Linked DNA regions of Mus musculus: regions 1, 3 and 4 are each linked to region 2. The links are chromatin contacts, called in public Hi-C, HiCAR-type and capture Hi-C maps. All regions are on one chromosome and are shown on one strand. Each heading gives the region's core, a stretch centred on a gene start, on an enhancer-like site or on the middle of the called end of the contact. The rest is flanking DNA. Distances are from core to core; before and after follow the strand shown. Region 1 overlaps Cntnap2 (contactin associated protein-like 2). Region 2 holds the start of Cntnap2 (contactin associated protein-like 2). Region 3 holds the start of Arhgef5 (Rho guanine nucleotide exchange factor (GEF) 5). Region 4 holds the start of Tpk1 (thiamine pyrophosphokinase).

Region 1 (2,700 bases), core at 127-2,626, 1.9 Mb after region 2:
CTTTTGTGCCCTTCATGGACTTGGACATGTTATCTAATCTCTTGGCTGCAGCATCCTCATTGCAAAGGGACAACTAATAGTCCCCTTTCTTAATGGTTTGTAAACCCCAAGTGTAACAATGCATGTGTAACTAGCACAATGAATGACATGTCATAAACTCCCACTCAGCAATTGCTTTTTCTATCATCATTAGATCAGAACAGCATTTTCATTTCATGAGAAGAAAGGAACACAAGAGTCAAATGTCTCTGCAGATAGAAAGAGATCTAAGCATTAGAGCAAGAACTGTGACACGTTTTTTCTAATTTTGCCTGAGGTCAGGAGGCTGTCCTCTGTGGAGGACAGGAAGGGGCTCCATCAGAACCAAGAGACAAGGGCAATGGGAAAGAAGAGCCTAGGGCTGGTTTGAGAGCCTCTGGAGTTACAGTTGACAAAGTGTGCCATCCAACTTGTGATAGTTAATGCTGACTGTCATCTAGTAATAATATAGGATCATCTAGGAGACAAGGTTCTATGCATGCCCACGAGTGAGCTTTGAGACTGGAGTAGTTGGTGGAAAGACCCTAAATGTGGTAACACCATTAGGTAGGCTTGGTGGGATCCTGAACCAAATAGGAAGGAGGGTGCAGCTGAGTAATGCGCTAGTAGTAATCTTTCCCTGCTTCCTGATTGGTTAATGTCATGTGAACAACTGTCGCACTTGGACAGCCATGATAGATTGTATACTCAAATTGTGAACTGAAATAAGTCATTCCTTCCTTCAACTGCTTCCATTTGGGTATTTGATCACCAGAAAAGGAGAAAGCTAAACTATATATAACTTCACTTGTTATGAAAGTTACATCCAGAATAGATTCTGCAGTGCTCTAAGATGACAACAACATCACTAAGGTGAAACATCCAAGAGACTAGAGATGAGAAGCCTTCCTGGGATGGTGGTTGCTCACTCTGAACTCTGAGCTTCAGAACTGGGTCCAGAGATCTATGTCAGACTCATCCGTACACAGTACATATTAAGACCTAAGACCGTACAGGACAATTCAATGAAAGGCAGAGAGGCAGATATTTGAATAAGGCTCAGGGGCAGTAGAAGTGATGGAAAGGCCCAAGACAAAAGATTTCACCAAAGAACTGGAGAGGATAATGTTCTTAGAACTGAAATAACTTACATAAACAAGCATACACATCTCAATGATAAAGGTTGCCTGCCAAACTCTCAGCCCACTACTGTGTGTTGACAGAATCCGGAAGTTCTGATTCTCCAGGGGTCACAGAGAGGAGCCATCTTGGCTTTGGGTCGAAGCTGTCTGGCAAAAAAGGAGAAGTCAAAGCCAACCAGCCTGCATGGCTCAATGTCTATATGACTTGCCAAGGCACTTCACAGCATCCAAGCCTAAAATCAGGAGTGAGGCAAGAATCTTTGGCATCCTGTCCATGTGTACTCTGTGGGAAGCCCAGATCTGGCTGCAGCAAAAGCAAGAGTGAATGTCATGTTTACCCTTCATGAAGTTCAAAATAACAACACTTCAAAATTAGTCAGGCTTCTAATAAGCAATATGAGAGGTGTAGAGACTGTAAAAACAGTGTTTGCTTGTAAGGGAAGGAGCACCTGCTTCAGAAGCAGCTGGTTAAAGAGGGCGTATTTCTGGGCTGGGCTGAGATATTCCGAACCAATGGGTTGTGGCTTTGGCTTCGGAAGCTATGTTTGCAGCAAACCCTGCAGATAATTCAGATGCTTACCAAAGTTTGTGAGCCACCTATTCCAAACGCCTAGAGTATCAGATAAGAACACAAGCACAGTGCCGCCTGGGGAAAGGGAAATACTCCGTGGTAAATAATCCTTAGCAGAACTGCTATGCTTTATAAAAACTAATCAGATCTAGCCTCTTACCTTCCAGATGACATCAGGAGATTTTCTCTTCCTGCAGCACTTTCTGATGAGTGTGCAGTAAAATGATTTGGGGGTACTTCAAGCTTACAAAAGTAGGGCAAAATTACCCTTTTATTTCCTCCTAAGAAATGTGTTCTGAAATCTATTAATGACATGAAAGGGGAAAAGTCTTAAAATGTAGAATGTTTTAACTTTTTTTTTTAACCAGATGTGGTGAGGGTTTTTTTTTTAAGCACTTTTCAGTTAAGGCTTCATTTTTCTCAAATGTAAAATTGGATTTTCCTTTCCTACTTAAAATGTCAATGACCAAATTCACTGTCACAGATAAACTATGAAAGTTGTTATTTAATTCCCATTAGGGGGAAATTAGAGTGGTTAATGTTCCACCATGTTGTTCTAGCATTGTGTCTTCAGTTGTTAATAATTGTTTTTATTAGTGTATTGTGCACAATAGTGGGTTGTATTATGGCATATTCACCTATCTACAGAAGATACTTTGATCATATTCTTCCCCAACAACCGACACTTATCAGCCCTCCTGCAGGTCCCATTCCTGTTCCCCAACAGGCCCCCAGTTTGCTTTCATGTCTTTATGAAAACACTTTGAAGATTCCACAGATGGGAGAAAGCCTGTGATCCTTGTCTTTGTGAGTCTGGCTTATTTTGAGGCTCTCTAGACTCATCCTGTGTTCTGGGAACAACATGATCTCATTCCTCTTTGTGACATATGAATAGTGTGTCGTAGTTTTATTTCTAATGCTGTATAAAATACCTGACAGAAGTAACATAGGGAATATGGGGGCTTATTT
Region 2 (2,844 bases), core at 325-2,824:
AAAGGCAAATGCATATTTATTGCATAACTCTGAAAGATATGGTTACTCCTCCTCAAACCTCCCTAAACATCATTAGGTATTTAGAAGATGTATAATTCTTAATTGTGTCAGTAAAGTCAGTGAAAGGATTGATTCTTTGGGGAGAAAAGAATACAAGTACTTCACTTGGGCTGAATGCTAGGAAAACAAATCAGTGTAGAATGTGGCCAAATAGGAGCTGAGACGTAAAGTTGAGGCTTATTAGTAAAATCATCTGAATGATTAGAGAAAACATCCTTTGTATAGACCTTCCTAGTTATTAATACTTGCAACACCTAAGCACACCAAAGTAATTATCACTTGACTACATAGTTATTCTACCTTTCCTATTGGGTTTGTTTGTGTTTGCGGTGTGTGGTTGTCTCAGCAGCATGTGTTTGGAGTATATATATATATATATATGTGTGTGTGTGTGTGTGTGTGTGTGTGTGTGTGTGTGTGTGTGTGTGAATTGATTACACATTTAAAACATCTGCATTAGGTACATCTGAGCAATTTTATCTCTCTCTGCTCCAGCCAGTCAGGATATTTAAACCTGTCACTTGGTGTTAGGACCACTCAGAAGACCTGCCTTTCGGCGCCTGATTGTGATTTTTGGGAGTTCTAAGCTCCAGGAGCCTGTACCATCTCTATTCAAAGGGGAGGAAAGGAGCCAAAGAGAAAGCATCCCAGTAAGAGGTTTTTCCCTCCTACAGCTGTCTGGGTCAGGAACTAGGCAGGTCTGGAGCAGGGTTCTTAGATTACACAGCAAATCACCAACTTCAGCACCGCGGACAGCAGCGCCTCCCACTTAGAGTGAGTCGCATCTCTTCATCCTTGGCCCTGACTCCAGTTAATGGACCTGAGACGCTAGCTTCCTTCTCTCTTTTGCTTCCAAAGCTGACGAAGACAGGGCAGAAAGGTTGTTATAGCAAGAGGAGTGCAGTAGGAAAAGAAAAGGAAAAGGAAAAGGAGGAGAAGGAGGAGGAGGAGGAGGAGGAGGAGGAGGAGGAGGAGGAGGAGGAGGAGGAGGAGGAGGGGCAGGGAGGGAAGGGAAACAAGAAGGGAAGGGGGGGGAGGCTTCCCTTCCACAGGCTCGCCCCGTCTGCAGGCACTGCTGGAGGCAGCAGAGTCTCCAGCTCCTGGCTGCGGTGGTAGCTGCTGAGCTCTCTCCCCAGCTAGGGATGCTTCTCAGTGCCGCGCCACGCTGAGGCCGAGCGTGTACGGGGGCTTGCCTCAGCTCTACACATCCTTGATCTCAGCCTGGGAGCTAACAGCCTACTGGAAACCCCTCTGAGTCGCGCTGCCCAGTGGCCACCCAAGCGATCGCCCGCAGTGGCAAAGGCAGCATCACCGGACCCATCGCTCTCGGTTCTTTCCTGCGGTCTGAGTGCTCTCCAGATTCCCCCCCCCCCCCCCACACACACACACACACGCGTCCTTTGGTAATTTTTTTCCAGAAGAGAGGGCGGGGTACGTGTCAGTCCCCTCCTCTCCCTCACCCCTCCTATTCCTTCTCGGTTTGAATTTCTTCCCCTGGCATTTCACTGGCTCGCAGAGCAAGAGACCAGACCTACAGAGAGGGGAAAACCAGGCTGCGCCTCCCCTGCTGCTGCCAGCCCAGAACTGGAACCTGAAGAGGGTGAGGGGAGAAAAAGCAAAGCAGGAGGAGCTTGGCTTCCTCTCACATCTGAGGACAGACCGGTTCCCTTCAAGAACCTCACAGAGAGGCAGACTGCATCTCTGCAGCGAGCTTTTGGAGTACCACTGGCCCGGCGGCTAAGGATGGTGATGTCTCTGAGAGCAGGCTACAGGGCAGCGCTCTCGCTCTGGATTCTCAGCAGCTTCATCTGCAGAGCCTGGACAGCTCCCTCCACGTTCCGTAAGTAGCTCTCTCCTCTCCAGGCTCCGTACTGGAGCCACTTCAATGCCGCATTGGTGTAAGGGCGCTCGGGTATCAACTCTGAGGTGCATTCCCAATTCTTGCCCCTGGTGTTTGTTTGTCGGAGGTTTCTCGTTTGTAGCCACTGCCGCAGAGAAACTCCAAACCCAGGGAGCTCCTTGTTCAGTGAAGATTTTCCTAGTGCTGGATGCTTCTGGAAAGTTGTTCCTAGTCTCAAAGATCACTCCACAACTGCTTGGTTAGAGTGATAAGTGTAGTCGTTTCTTGATACCTATCAGTGCAGTCTGGAAATGATTACATTTTACTTAGGACAGAAAACTAGCATAAGTTTTTGATTTTTGTTGATGGTTTTAACTTGTGTTGGTCTGAGGAAGAGAAAGGAACATACTTCAAGCAGTTTGGCACCTATGTGTGTACTAAATCTCCTTTGCCCTCCTAGAAAGTAAATGCTCATTTAGCTCTTTGATTGTGTGTATTTTGAAAGTGAGGCTAATGTTGGGACTGACACTGCACTAATTCCTTAGTGGTTTGGGGTAATGAGCATGACTCATGCAGGCTAGGACTTGGGACAGCCAGTGCAATGGCACAATAAAATGATGGTATGAAAGTTTTTAAGAAAATGATCTAACTGCTCAAAAATGTGTGGGTCTAAGGAGGTGGGTAGAAGAAATGGAAGATCTGGCCTATTTTCTGCATTGCTTTAGAAACTCATAGTGTGCATGAAGAGAGGAAAGGTATAGTTGACTTTGGCTGAGAAAATGTTAAAAGCTGGACTGATTTTCTGTAGCACTTTGCACAGCTTTCCTAAGCACAGCCTTGTTTGTGAGATTGGGTGAGTTCATTGGTGAAGGAGTGTGGACTATGAAGTTCAAGGGGAAATATTCTCCACTTAGGATAGGTTCAGAAGTTTCTAGATGTTTCAC
Region 3 (2,700 bases), core at 177-2,676, 1.8 Mb before region 2:
TTTCACTGAGGAGAGCCAAGGGCAGCAATGAGAATGCCCAGCTCCCTGTCCACACTAGCTGTGCCCAAGCAGGAGTGCTGACAGACACCAGCAACTTCTGCAGCAGAGGTTAACAAAATGTGTTCACCCACTAGAGATCAGGACTTTCTGAGTCCTTAGGGTTTCTCTCCCAGTCTAGAAGGAACTTTTTGACCAGCTTTAATTTTCAGATTCTCTTCACTCCTTGTTCTATGCCCTTGCTGGGTTTATGAAGCATGCTGGCCTGCCCTTATATGGCCGAATCCTAGACTTGGCATTTCTTATTATTTCCTGTATACTTCACTGCAATTATGAGTGTGTCTAAGCTAGCTAAACTCTTTAAAGTTTAATCCTCCAAAAGAGCATGACGGAACTAGGGCATTTTTTGAACACTGCATTGCTTCGGGACTATCAGAGAGGAGGCCTTTCTCCCTTGGTCATGTTTGATTCTGCAGGGCCTTCCAAACAACTGCTTAGCCTCTTCTGCCAGGGCCAGTGCAGCAGCGGTGGACACAGGGATCAGGGGACAGTCTACCCACAAAAGCTGATTGCAGTTGTGGGCCACAGCATTCCTAAAAGAAAAACAGCCAAAGAGCCTGTTAATTCTCCTGGGGAAAAAGTCATTATGGTACCCCCCAGAGCCAGGAATGGGTTTGGGGAGGGAGCCTGTGGACAGAACATCCAAAGTTCCTGTCATTAGGTAAAGGTGTGTGTGTGTGTGTGTGTGTGTGTGTGTGTGTGTGTGTGTGTATTCTCTCTCCGAATACTGGAAAGAACAGAGGAGGGTCATACAAACTGAGACATAAGATCTTAAAATGAACTCTGGAACATGGTGGCAAACAGAGGCTATCTACAGAAAAGACATAAGAATGTTTCACATGCACCCAGTGAAGAGAGAGAGGAACATGGGAAGGAGAGAGGGGGGTAGAGAGGGAGAGACAAGAGATAGAGAAGCATACAGACAGGAACAGAAGAACTTGTGCAAGAACCCTTTATCTTATGGCAAACACCAAGTAAAGAAACACGCTGACAATCCCAAATCTCAGATGTTCGGAAACATCGAGGGGCAGAAAGTCAGCCGGGTCCGGATGAGCCTCAGTTGGAGACCTGACGAGGACCCACGGAGGAAGAGACACGCAGGGGAGTCTAGGGCCACGCCGGACACCGGCGAGTCCCGTGCCCAGTTCTCTCCTGCGGCTCCTTGGTGACTCCTGCCTGGGTTCTGCCCCTGGACGGCCACGGCCTGCCGGTGCTGTGGGTAGAGCTCAATCCCGCGGAGCTCGCTCTTCCCAGCTCTGCCCGGAGCTGCCCCTCCCCCGGGAAGGTGTGTCCCTGTTTCCTCACCTGAAACTTCCTTGGGAGAAGCCGGTCCCTCCCTCCCGTCCGGCGGCAGGGGCGGGCCGCGGGTGGGGCGCCGGGGCGGCCTGGCCTGGCTGGGGACCGCGGCGGGCGCCCGGACCTGGAGGGGACTCTCGGGCCAGCCCGGGGCAGCATGTGACTCCGACCAGGTGGGTGCTCTCTTCTCTTCTGAGCCCCGGACTCTGGGTGGTCGTGGAGCCGGGTGGAGGTAAGGCAGGGGCGGGAAAGAAGAGAGAACTAGGCCTCCCCCGGGACCAGTCCCGGCCAGGTCCCGGGGCGCAGACTCCGGAAATGGGGGGCTGGGCCAGTGGGCCGGGCTCCGAGTGAGGGGCTGAGTACCTGGTCGGGACCGGGAAGGGAGCTGGAAGGAATGGCCTCCTGGCAAACTTTGCTTTCCAACCAGGTCTGAGCCTTGGAAATGGGCACCCTGCCCCGCAATGTTCCCGGGCCAATAATCAGAACTTTTTTCCACCCGGAAAGTCGGGGCCCTGGGGAAAGCTAACTCCTATGATAAAGAATTCTTGAGATTCAGTTTCTAGACGGTTCCTTACCTGGAAGTGTCTTTTTTTTTTCTTTTGTAACCAGGCCTGGGCCTTGCTTCGTTATCTTCGCGGCATTTACATGCCTACGTATGTGTGAATCTATGTACACACCTCTCTCTCCGCTGTTAACTAAGGCTCTGAAATCTGAATCAGGGATCCTTGCCCTGAGTTCCCTCTCCCCCATTTACCTGTGTATAGGGAGTTTCTTGTTGGCCTCGGCACAAGGTTCTAAGGAACGTGTAAGAGAGCTATTCGGAATATCGCGGTGCGGTAGCCCATTTTCAGAGCCCTAGTTTGGGGCATCTTCTATAAATGCCTTTTTCCAGAACTGATCCGGGAGAGCTAGCCCTAGAGCCTCAGTTTTCAAGTCTTCTTCCCCTCCCCCTTTCCTGGATCTTGGGTTCTCTGGACAATCTTGTCCTCCTGTCGGCCTAGCAGTGAACTCTGGCCAGCGCTGTGTCAGACTGAGGGGGAAGGGCACACCAAACTGGAGAGTTGAGAGGGTGGTTTTCCTTTCAGCTTCCTTCCTCCCTTGCTCTCCCACTGTGCTCTCAGCTTTACTTCAAAAGCACCAAGTCCCAGAGAAACAGCCCCCAGTGTGGCCTCTTCCCACACTTCCTGCTTTATCTACACCTGGGGTATGCAAGCTTCTGGCTCTATCAAAACAGTCATCATTTGTTAACCAGTCCTCGGGTCTAAGACAGAACCCATGGACCTTAAAAGGACTTGGAGGGGACAAGGGGGAGGCTGAGTAGAGGACAGACAGCTTCTAAATTCTAAG
Region 4 (2,775 bases), core at 5-2,504, 1.4 Mb before region 2:
CCAGAATGACATCTGACCCCCATATGCATATGCGCACATGTACCTACACAAACATCCATAGATAAAAAGTGTAACTTGAAAATTAAATACAACTAACTAGCCTTACAATTTATCACTGTAGTCAAATTACATAAGAATAAATGCTACTAATAAAACTCATTCCACATGTCATCATGTGAAGTACAATAACTTCAAAGTTTGAGAAATAAAAATCCTATGGGCTGGGTAATCAGTTTACTGATAAGTGTATCTTACCTAGCATTTTCAAGGCTCTGGACTCAATCCCCAGCACCAAGTTTTATAATAAAAATTAAAAGCCTTAGGGTTAAAACTTCAAGACACTGTATGTAACCATGTACTGATCTTGTACTAAGTTCAGGTACTTTCAAGATGATTAGAAACGTCCCTGACAGACAGCTATGGACATCCCTCACGTTCCCAGTGTCAAATGTTCCACGGTTGGATATGTGTGTTTGGCATGTTGGTTGTTTACTCTTGGAATATCAGGTAGAGGATACAAACTGTATCAACTCGCTCAGTCCTCACAAAAGTTCTACAGGGCAAAGACTAAATATTTATGTTCACTTTCCAAACAGGGAAACAGAGGCACAGGTGTGGTTGCTAACTTGCGCACAGGAAAAAGGAAATGGAGTTTTCGGTTAAGGCCTTCAGGGTAGGAATGAGGTCCCTCTGCGGGGCTCGTGCTGACACTGTAGCATGGTAAAGAATACGGTACCCGTAGGTAGCAGGGGTTCCAACGGGGTAAAGGCATGCTCCATAGCGGGGAATGGATTCTGTATGGAAAACAAAATAAGTCCCAAGTTATTTCCCAAACGTAATTCTGCGACAGGAGTAAGCATCCCGCAGCAGGCACTTTGGACCCGGCACTACGGGAGGCCAGGAAGGTGCAGCGGTGGGCGGGGGAAAGTCCCAGGCAGAGGCTGGAGAACCTGGAATCTCAAGCGAGCTCCAGGCTCCAGCTCCGGCCACTGCCTCTATTCACCCAGACGCCCCAGCTTCCATCCGGGGACTGGCGGCGAGGGGCGGCCTCCCTCGCTCCCTCTTTCCCGCGCCCCCGCCCCGCCAGCCCGCGCCGGCAGCCGCGCACTTACACAATGGCGGGTGGAGCCACGAGCGACGCGAGCGAGGGCTGCGGGAGTGACGGATCGAAAGCTCGGCGCTCGGCTGCGGAGCCTGGGGCGCGCCGCGCGTTCGCGGGAGAGGGCTTCGTGCGCGAGCACAGAGCCCCGCCTCTTCCGGAGGGGCCCCTGGCTGCCGCCTGCGTAGCTTCTAGCAACCGCGGGGTGCTTAGTACCAGCCTGCTGTGCTCAGTTCCCTGCACAGTGGAGAATTCCATCCACCTTCGCCCATCTGTTACACCCAGTCCACTGAGTCCACCTTCTCTTTCATCTTCTGCTTCCCGTGCTTTGCACAAACAGTGCTTTGTAAACATACCAATGGGAACCCTTTAAAATAAATCACCACGTTGTAGGAATGCAGCTTTTTTTTTTTTTTTTAGCAAAGCCAAAGAACCAAAATTTCACCACCACCATCTCTAAGCCAGCATAGATGAGGACTCAAAAATTCTGAGAACCTGTAGGTCTCCTGCTGGCCCAGAAATAACAGAGACCCATCCCTGCGTTTAAAAACCAGTTCCAGGTATACCGAGCTAGCCTCAAAAATCACTGTGTAGCGAAAGATGACTTCATTCATCTGGTCCTCCTGTTTCTTCCTTCTAAGTACTGCTCTTTCAATCATGACTACTATGTCAAGTTAATGTGGCTGGTGCTGGGTATCCAGCTAGTCAAACATTCTAACTGATGAACTTCCCCTTCCCCAGTCGGGTAATAGGTAAGTCCTTTTTAATCTTTTTAACTCAAACATCCATTTCTTTCTATTTAAAGATTCCAAATACACTTCCCAAACTTGGGCAATCATTATTCAATTCTTTCCAGTTTTGATGCCAACATTTTAGCTTCTAGCTAGCAGAACATACACTATTTGCCTTTCTTTGACAACTTACTTCACTTGGCAGGCATAATGTCCTCCCGTCCCATCCACATCTCTGTAAATTCCATTATTTCATTATTTTTATTACTGAAGAATGCCATTTCTCTATTACAATATCTTTGCAAAGGAATGCTACTTCAATAAACATAAGAGTACAGAGCATTTGACTGTGTTTTCCATTCTCTTTGGATGTATGCCCAGCAGTGGGATGAGTGAACCATATGGTAGTTCTATCACCTGTTTAGTTAAGGAGTTTCCATTGTGTTTTCCATAGGTCTACGCTAACTTAAACTTCCATTAACCATGATCGAGTTTCTCTTTCTCTGCATCCTTGCCCAGCTTCCTTACTTTCCCTTTGTAAGAATCCTTATCACTGTCCCTCTCTTCCATCTCTCATCTCTCTCATGTTGATATCCTGTTGTGGTTTTATTTTAACTCCCTGGGGATTTGCGATGGCGGGCAGTATTGTTTATGCTTTTTTGGCCATGTATGCATCCTTTCTTGAGACATGGCTATTCAAGTCATTGGCCCACTTCTAATTTAGATTATTTGTTGCCATGGTTGTTTGGAAAAGTTGTTAGATCTCAAACCCATGACAAAGAGCCAACATGGACCTGGTTGTCAGGTTCCCTCTGCATTGCTCAGTTCCTAGCTGTTTCAGGGTACGGATGGCATACCCCACCTCCTACTCTAAATGTCTCCAGCCCTTCCCATATAATCCAGCCATTTTGCATACCTGGTCCTTTTGTTTACCATCTCCTCTCC

Evidence for each region. A called contact is a pair of places that touch in the nucleus more often than the background predicts. HiCAR-type assays count read pairs that join an accessible place to other places. Capture Hi-C pulls out chosen DNA fragments and counts their contacts.
Region 1: a Hi-C map of cerebellum shows a contact between it and region 2, with 2.2 times the contacts expected there. The contact joins the enhancer-like site here to the promoter of Cntnap2 in region 2. A contact is called at or near these places in 6 of 39 promoter capture datasets (the C10 cell line, cranial neural crest, frontonasal cranial neural crest and 3 more), 10 of 484 Hi-C or Micro-C datasets (LSK cells, cerebellar granule neurons, cerebellum and 4 more) and 3 of 115 datasets of contacts at active chromatin or transcription factors (PVALB interneurons, astrocytes and forebrain).
Region 3: a contact with region 2 is called in a capture Hi-C map of embryonic stem cells, with 5 times the contacts expected there. The contact joins the promoter of Arhgef5 here to the promoter of Cntnap2 in region 2. A contact is called at or near these places in 1 of 39 promoter capture datasets (cranial neural crest) and 1 of 9 other capture datasets (embryonic stem cells).
Region 4: a HiCAR-type map of astrocytes shows a contact between it and region 2, with 7 times the contacts expected there. The contact joins the promoter of Tpk1 here to the promoter of Cntnap2 in region 2. A contact is called at or near these places in 4 of 39 promoter capture datasets (cranial neural crest, embryonic stem cells, liver and 1 more) and 1 of 115 datasets of contacts at active chromatin or transcription factors (astrocytes).

Annotation. Positions count from the first base shown.
Region 1 is chr6:46,971,480-46,974,179 of GRCm38.p6, forward strand. All of the region lies in intron 15 of Cntnap2 (contactin associated protein-like 2), which reads left to right. Among named protein-coding and RNA genes, the nearest start is that of Gm38801, 15 kb to the left of the region's middle. Within about 2 kb of position 1,377, at least 3 of the 459 cell types and tissues checked have an H3K27ac peak or open chromatin away from gene starts, as enhancers often do. A contact at or near this core is called in cerebellar granule neurons and cerebellum, where this site is marked.
Region 2 is chr6:45,058,487-45,061,330 of GRCm38.p6, forward strand. It overlaps Cntnap2 (contactin associated protein-like 2), which reads left to right and starts at 1,575. Exons shown (of 24, transcript NM_001004357.2): 1 at 1,575-1,900. The coding sequence starts at 1,804.
Region 3 is chr6:43,264,218-43,266,917 of GRCm38.p6, forward strand. It overlaps Arhgef5 (Rho guanine nucleotide exchange factor (GEF) 5), which reads left to right and starts at 1,427. Exons shown (of 15, transcript NM_133674.1): 1 at 1,427-1,526.
Region 4 is chr6:43,665,024-43,667,798 of GRCm38.p6, forward strand. It overlaps Tpk1 (thiamine pyrophosphokinase), which reads right to left and starts at 1,255. Exons shown (of 9, transcript NM_013861.4): 1 at 1,113-1,255; 2 at 737-794. The coding sequence starts at 779.